Regions from separate parts of the Mus musculus genome. Here region 1 is linked to region 2. A link is a contact called in public HiChIP or PLAC-seq data. All regions are on one chromosome and are shown on one strand. The core of a region is the stretch at or near the end of the contact, and the rest is flanking DNA. Distances in the headings are between cores, read along the strand shown.

Evidence for each region. HiChIP or PLAC-seq counts read pairs in DNA pulled down with a chosen protein or histone mark.
Region 1: an H3K27ac HiChIP or PLAC-seq map of large pre-B cells shows a contact between it and region 2, with 6 times the contacts expected there. The contact joins two enhancer-like sites. A contact is called at or near these places in 3 of 484 Hi-C or Micro-C datasets (bone marrow-derived macrophages and liver), 1 of 115 datasets of contacts at active chromatin or transcription factors (large pre-B cells) and 1 of 9 other capture datasets (embryonic stem cells).

What each region holds. Positions count from the first base shown.
Region 1 is chr16:24,885,098-24,888,880 of GRCm38.p6, reverse strand. All of the region lies in intron 9 of Lpp (LIM domain containing preferred translocation partner in lipoma), which reads right to left. Among named protein-coding and RNA genes, the nearest start is that of Gm22672, 2.8 kb to the right of the region's middle. Within about 2 kb of position 1,825, at least 19 of the 459 cell types and tissues checked have an H3K27ac peak or open chromatin away from gene starts, as enhancers often do.
Region 2 is chr16:24,073,388-24,077,670 of GRCm38.p6, reverse strand. It overlaps Gm46545 (predicted gene, 46545), which reads left to right. Exons shown (of 2, transcript NR_155457.1): 2 at 32-1,196. Among named protein-coding and RNA genes, the nearest start is that of Gm46545, 7.2 kb to the left of the region's middle. Within about 2 kb of position 1,375, at least 31 of the 459 cell types and tissues checked have an H3K27ac peak or open chromatin away from gene starts, as enhancers often do.

The DNA.
Region 1 (3,783 bases), core at 576-3,075, 810 kb before region 2:
AACTACAGGACCAGAAGGAAAGAAAGTAAATAATGGGACAGGGTGTGTATTACTCTGAGTGGCAGCTTCTGTAACCCAATACCCTGGGATCGTAAGGGCCATAGTCACCTTGACTCCTTATAGTTCATGTCTACTAGGCAGAAACAAGATCCTACTAGATAACCATAGGCAACTAGGAATATCAACAAGGACCTGCAGCCTTTTGCAGGTCATAGACCTAGCTTCATGAATTGCCAACATTTTTTGAGGCTCTTGTATTAACTCCTTTCTAATTCATGGTACCCTTACATGGGCATACTACCATTATTCTTACTCTAAAGAAGAGGAAAGTAAGTTGCAGAAAATATCTAACTAACTTCATGCCTAAACATCCTTGGATAAAGTATCTATTCCAGCCCCACAGCTGCACTGCCTGTTCATCAGTGCAGATCTGGTATATGGGGCATTATGGAATGACTTCTCATTGAAGAAGGCTTTCAGCACCCCGTCACATTGGACTGACAGCCACTTCACACTCAAAACTGGGAGGGGTAAATGTTTCAATGAGTGAGAAGAGGTAAATATATTTCTCTCAGATTGCATGTGGTCCTGTAAATATTCCTTTGTATTCTTTTGCAGGATTGGAGCATATCTTAAAAAACAAACAAACTAATTTGAAACACTGAGAAAAAGAAGTTTAAGTCTTAAAAAATGGACTGTGTCTGCTACAACTATATTAATGTGAAATTTCAGGCTATCTTCTTGATGTTTAATACAATTGTGATATTTGTAATATAGTTTATAGTTGTTTTATCATTAGACATATAGTTAGAAATGCTTTAAATTCATATACTTTTTTGGTTAGAATAAGAAAATTAATTTTTTCATTTGTCACTCTTTTCGTAATTAGGCTGAAAACAAAACCACATCTCCAAACTTTACTGGCTTACTATCAAATGAAGCATACTCTGTTTGAAAAATGATGCCATACCTCTGAGAATTTTATGCCAACAAATGGCATTTCACTGTAGAAAACACACTGAGGGTTGCGGAAAATAGATTAAAGCATGTGAACATTATTACAAGTCCACTGGATTCGAATGAGAAGTAGATTTTTATATTATAAATTCAATATAAGTCAACACACTTATTCTTCTATATTAACTTTCCCTTTTGTTTTGTTTAAGTCAGAAAGGACCACTTAACAGGATGTCAAGCAGCACAAGGGATCTAAGAAACATACTTTGGCAAAATAAGGATGGGGTCATGAGAGGGGCACAGTGGCTGGCTAGGCAGCAGTAGCAGCTGTCTTATTCTGGTTCAAAGTGCAGCACAAGAATGTATATCCTGAGCCTATAAGGCATCTGGAGAGTTAGACAGCTATCCCAGGTATGGGACATCTTTGATCACCAGCCTACAGTGAAAGCCTGCTCCAGAAAGAAAAATATTTCGTTTTCAATCTCCTTCACGTCAGCTCGTTGTCCAGTACTTCAGTGTGCTTTTGTGTGACAAGAAGAAGTGGACTAGTCACCACTAGCGCTTCTTACCATGACTGAGGAATTTCCCGGGTTCAACAGTCTAAGGCACCATGTGTGGCACACTGCAGAGAAAAGTGCTACCGAAATATGCAAGGGAAGTCACATCTAAAACACCTCTGCAAGAGTTTTCCCAGGAAAGGCAATTGAGAATGCAATTTTGACAGGTAGAGGGGGGAGGCAGAAAAATGCTGCTTTCTGCCCCACCCCCACCGCCAAAGAAAGGATGAACATCTGTGGCTTACTGGATGCAAACCACTGGCCTCAACGAGCATCTGTGTGCTCGCCACAGAAGCAGATGGCCTACATTCTCAGAAACAAGTCTCTCTTTACGTCTGGAGAATATTCTTCCAGAGTAGGTTGGGCTAATGTGCTGGACCCGGACCTGGGCCTGACCAGTTTTGTTACCTCCTTTAAATTCTTCCTATTCTTGGGATAAATTAGGGACACCAGCCTCAAGGGCAGCCAGTCTGACACCTTCCAATTCACAATCATAGGGGGAAAAAACAGCAAAGAACAAAAGTTAAAAATAGGTCTACAAACCAGCAACAGAAAACAAGGCGCCCAAATGTTCCCCCTTTACATTAACAAGAATATATAAACTATTCCTCAGGAGAGCATTCAGAATGCAGAGCAAGCAACTCAGGCAGAGGGTATCTTTGCTTTGAGAGGGACTCAGACAACACATTAGTAAAAGCATACCACAGCCTGTCACTTAGACAAAATCCTCAGTGCCTTAAACAGGAAAGGCCAGAGGAATGTCGGCAGGCCTCTAGGCACCAGGGCATGAAGGAAGCACAGTTGACTAGGCAGCAGGAAGCAAGGAGCTCTGGCACAGGGCCGGCATGCAGAGCTTCTAAGCAATGGATGCTTAGCAAATCAAATATTCCAGGAGCAGAGGTCCGGAAAGCTGATACACATACCAAAAGATTTCATATGTTACTACTGTCTGTGGCCAGCCTGGGATCCTGTGTACCTATCTTCTCTTTTCCACATGTAACAATGTCCTTAATGTTGGTGAAACCAAGTATATAAATCAGGTCTCCTTTATCTTGGGACACTACAAGGGCTTCCTCAATGTACTGAAACCTGTGGTTGTCATGCTAGTACTATAAATTTAAATGCCTTATGGATGTCTTAATAGTTGAGCTAAGCCTGAATAGCCAGACTGAATTCCAAATGCATGATAGGCGAGATGTAAGGAGAGACAGGCAGTCTAGGAAAACCAATAGGCTAAGCAAGTACAGGATATGAGCTTCCAGAGGTATTTTCAAGCCTGCTTGCTGTTTGTATTTGCTCACAAAAGTTATTTTAAAACATCTTCCTAGTAATAACTGTATGCAAAAGACATATTCAAGCAAGTCTATAAGGACATAGTCAGTACCTCAAACTCTGCTATCCTTCCCTTTGTGGTCCTTTTCCTCTCTTGTTAGTCCTTTGCTTTTTTGCTGGCTAGTTGTATGCCAACTTGACACATGGTATAGTCATCTGAGAGGAGGAAACCTCGACTGAGAAAATTCCCTCATAAGATCACGCTATAGGTGAGTCCATGGAACATTTCCTTAATGATTGATGTAGGAGGTTACCGCCCACTATGGGTAGTGTGCCATCCCTGGGCTGGTGGTCCTGACAAGACATTCCTTCCATTATTCTTCTGTTTTTGCTTTTAAGCTGAAACTCAGGCCATGGAGGAATGCAGCTTAGCGGCTTACTCCCCATAGCTTGCTCAGCCTGTTTTCTTTTTAACTTAAAAATAATTGTTAAATAATTTTTATGTTTTAATTAAAATATAATTATCCCACTTCCTGTATCCCTTTCCTGTCTCCAGTTCTCCCTCATGCCTACCACTCAAATTGATATCCTCCTTTTCTCTATTATTGTTACACACACACACACACACACACACACACACACACACACACACACCACCTTCTATCCATTTTGTTCAGATGTATGTGGATCCAGGGCTGACTGCTTTGTGCTGGATAACCAATCGGGGCAATCTTGGGAGAGGACCGTTCTCTCACTCTCAGAAGTCATTATGGGACCCTGTAACAAGTGAGACTCTTCACTCTTCCACATGAGCATGTTTCCTGATATGGTCATTGTTCACATTTTATTTATTCTTAGTTTATTTTTATGTGCACAGGTGTTTTGTATACACGTATGTCTGTGCACAATGCGTGCCTGGTGCCTGAGGAGACCGGAAGAGGGTTGTTACAGGCAGTTGTATGAAGCACCACGTGGATGTTGGAAATCAAACTTGGGT
Region 2 (4,283 bases), core at 126-2,625:
TATAGACAGCTGTTAACCATCTTTATTTCAGAAGTGTGGTGAGAAGAGAATTAAGAAACAGGTGTGGGACTGGCCACCAAGAGAGCAAGTGGGGAAGGTGCCCAGCTCCAGAGCAGAGGGGGCCTGAGCCCACACTGTGATTCCCAACCATGGGGAACAATGGCACCCACTGGGAAGAGCCCCCAACCCGGAATGTCTTAGGAGTCTGCCTTCTCTTATGAAGTCTCACCATCTCAAGGCCCAAGCTGCTATAGAGGTCAGAGTCATGCTCCGGAGAACCCACAGGACCAATGTTTCCCTTTGACCTCATTGAGAACTAGTAAATGCAATAAGTCCTTGTGGACTCTTAAGGAATTCTGTCTGGACTCTGAAGAAAATAGAGTAGAGGTCACAGCCAAATCTGCCCGCGTGTCGAGAGGCTGGATTCCAGAAACGAGGGAAACAGAATATTGTTTGTGAGAATTGCAAGCATCTGGAGAGTCAGAGGCATGAGGCAATGATGGCACAACCAGGGGATAGCATTTTCTTGAAAAGGCCTTGAATTTTCATGGGTGAGAGAGCAGAATGTTGTGCTGAAATGACAAGTCTCTACTCAAAACCCCTAAGCCACTCTAGACTTGCTGTGTGACACTGGAAACCAACCTCTCTCCATCTTGTTTTCCTTACAAGGCTAAGAATGTATGGCCAGGCTTGACAGAGGGCACCGATGAGATACTGCACGTGAAACTCCTATAGCTGGCAACGTTAGATAAAGGAGAAGTGCCAATATAAACAGCCCTATCCACTGTGCTTTCTCACGTGCCTAGGCAAGGGGCTTGTGCTGGCATGGCTAACATTCTCTACTTTCAGAGAGCAAGACACAAAGAGATGGAATAGCCACGGATATCATTCAATATCACCTGGACCAAGAAGTAGAGTGTCCCTTGGGAGAAAGACCTCGGTGCCTACCCATGGCATTGCACTTCCTCTTCTGAGAATGGCACCATTACAGAACTATCCAGGGTGGGGCCCCAGACCACAGAGACTTCCTTCTGCCTGTCTGCTAGAGGGACATCTGCTGGGATGGTTAGGAAGGTAGCCACTGTCACAAGCTCCAGGGCCCAGAACTGCCCTTCTGCTTCTCCACCCTGCCTCTTTCTGCTCTTGGTATGATCTCTGCTTTGGGGTAAAAGAGTGGGTGCCTGGCTGCTGGGGGTGGGGTGGGGTGGGCATCAGGGAATGGGTGTTTGTCTTTCTTTGGTTCTGTGCTCTTTGGATTTCATCTATCATACAGATAATTACCCAAACCATTTGAGTTCTGCTTCTGCAACAGGGTGTCCCCACTGCGAGGTCCTCTAACCACGGAGTTCCCCACACCCACTCTATCCCCTAAAGCTCATCCTCACCATCATCATGACTCCATAAAATGACAGGAGAAGAGATGTGAAGTGAATCATCATGGCATTGGAGGAGGGGCAGAGAGAGAGAGAGAGAGAGAGAGAGAGAGAGTGTGTGTGTGTGTGTGTGTCTGTGGGTCCAGATGAGTGCTTCTTAAACAGCCTCTTGACTTTTTCATATGATTTGCTGAGCCCCATTGAAAGGGATAGAAAATTCAGGGTGGAGGCATATTGGCCCCAAAGGCAGCCAATGTGAAAATGAATTGAGGCTGCAACCAGCCTCTTAGAACACAGGACAGCTTTTCTTCACATCCCCAGGATGGGACACTGGGTAAGGGGATTACACTGTCACACCCCTGAACCTCAGCCTCCCTCCTCACCAGGCCTCTTTGGACCTCAGCCTCACCCTCCCTGAGGCCTCTGACATAAACCCTGCCTTGGGCCTGCTAGGCCCTGGATCAGAATGCCAACATAGGATGTCTTCTCAAAGGATCCACCACTAGAGCACATGTCCAGGGACACCCCAGGGTCCTAAACTGTGGATGTTCTTGAGGTCTTAGAGGACAAGGACTTTGCTGGGTAGAACATATAAATGGAATGAGTGAGGGTGAGTATCTGCTCCTTCATCAGCAAAAGGACTAAGACATCAATAGAAGAAATATAGACCATTGCAACTACAAACAAAAGGAAAGGACTTTAAAAGTCCCTGTGTATAGATAGCCCTGTGGTTCTCAAACTTGACCGTGCCTCAGAACATGAGGACCAGATAGAATAGGTGATTGCTTGGGCCCCCTCTGAAGTTGCTGATTCCGACTGTCAATCCACTTCTATATTTCTGTTGCTCTGGTATGGAATTCCATTGCTGCTGCTCTGCGGACCATGTTGAAGAGTGACTGGTTCATTTTTTTGGTTTGGTTTGGTTTTTTTAAAGCCTAATTCATTTCATCCATGGCCCAAGGTGCCCCGACAGGTGAGAGGTAAACAAATAAAAATCACACTTTCTCATTGCCTCTCCTCCCTCACCCCTACTTGCTCATTGGGTTCAACCCTCCTGTACTGCAACACAACCCGAGCAAAGAAAGCTATCCCCACCCAGGCTCGCTAATGGCTTTATCCACTCCTACAGGGTGACATGCATGACTTAGAGCTGGCACTCAGCCATCCTGTACTGACCATGGAAGAGGTAGCCTACCCTTAGGATTTCAGTGTGCGTCTATAGATCTCCCTGATCCATACTTTCACTCTAATTTCATTGTTTTAGCTCATTGTCCAACGTACTCTGGTTGACACCTTTGAAGTGCTGGCTGGTTGGTGAAAGATTTCTTCTTACATTCAGGGGCTTCACTCTGACAGAAAAGGGAAAGAAAAGAAAAGGGAAGGGATGGAAAGAAAAGGGAAGGAAAGGGAAGGAAAAGAAAGGAAAGAAAAGAAAAAAGAAAAAAGAGGAAAAAGAAAAAGAAAAAGGAAAAAGAAAAGAAGAATCAAGTCACTAGACTATGAGGGGTGTAGAGAAAATATCTTGTGTCTGTATGGATGTGACACCTGTCAATAGTATAACTGATGCCCTATAGCGGAGTCAGAAAGTTGGAGGTGGGACATCCAAAAAGCAGAAAGGATTTTGGGATAGTGCCAGGCACAGGAAATTCACCAGGGAAAATGTGAGGAGATCGATGTGTGGTACCTGAGCACAGGTAACCAGTCACATGGCAGAATGTAGATTAGGATAAATGGGTTTAATCTAAGTTATGATCGAGTCAGAGAAGAGCCTAGCTGTATGGCCAAGGCATTTGTAAATATATGTTGAGCCTGAGTCTTCTTTCTGACAGCACGAGACTGAGAAGAAGAACCAGACCTGACTTCTACAAAGGGAAAAGCAGGGTGTGTGCAGAAGGCGTACTAGGGAAGCATATCTCAGTCCGTCAGGAAGGGGTCAGTATTAGGCAGGACCCAGCCAGAGTATGGGAGCACCGAGTAACAAGGGGTACTGAGTAGTGGTACTCACTGGAGATCAGACGCTCTCCATCTGGCTTCTGTCCTCACAGTCCTGAGGTACCATTTACAAATCCTTCTTTAGAAGTGGGGACACCAAGGCTCAGAGATTGCTGAGGGCCACACAGCCATCCAACATTAATTTTTTTCTGACTCCAGAGCCACATCTAACATACGATCTTATTGCTCTTTGCCAGACATCAACAACTAGCACCTGTTGTTGGTCACGAAAGGCAGGTTTACCAAAGCACTGGGCAGGTGTGGGGAACCAAGAAGGCTGGGAAGGTTAGGAGGGGGGACCCATGTGTTGTGACTCTTGATGCACAGTGTGAAGCATTGACACCTAACTCCTGGGGTGCTTGGGCATCAGTGAAGGATTCTGAACAGGAAAGGAATGCATAGCACAGCTATGTTTTAGGAAGCTGGGACAGAGGCGTGTGTGCACCCTTGGCACAGAGAACACATGGCAGCGGAAAGCAAGGGCCTGGCTTCGGATGGATGACGGGAGCAGATGAGACTCGGGATAGATGTCATTCTCACTACTGCTGTTGCAAATATTTGACCACTGACTGCATGCTTGACCTATGCTGAAGTCATCTGATCCTCACCATAGCATCCATATCAGATCTCTCCCTCTGACGCTACTTTTTCACTGCTCATGAGTCTCCATTTCTCCATACTGAGTACTGTTTCTACTTGGGAACAGGACCTAAGACTCCTTCCTGAATATAAGGGGATCCAGGGCTGAGAAAAATGAAAGATCAAGTACTCCCAAATTCACTTCTTCTCCTGTCCTGACAGCTGAGGAGGCTGAGGCCTGGAGACAATCAGTGGCTTGTTCCATCTAGGAAAGGATGGACATACTGACCAGAGGCTAGAGGGCTTTCTTGCGCCAATGCCAAGAGCCCACTCTGGATT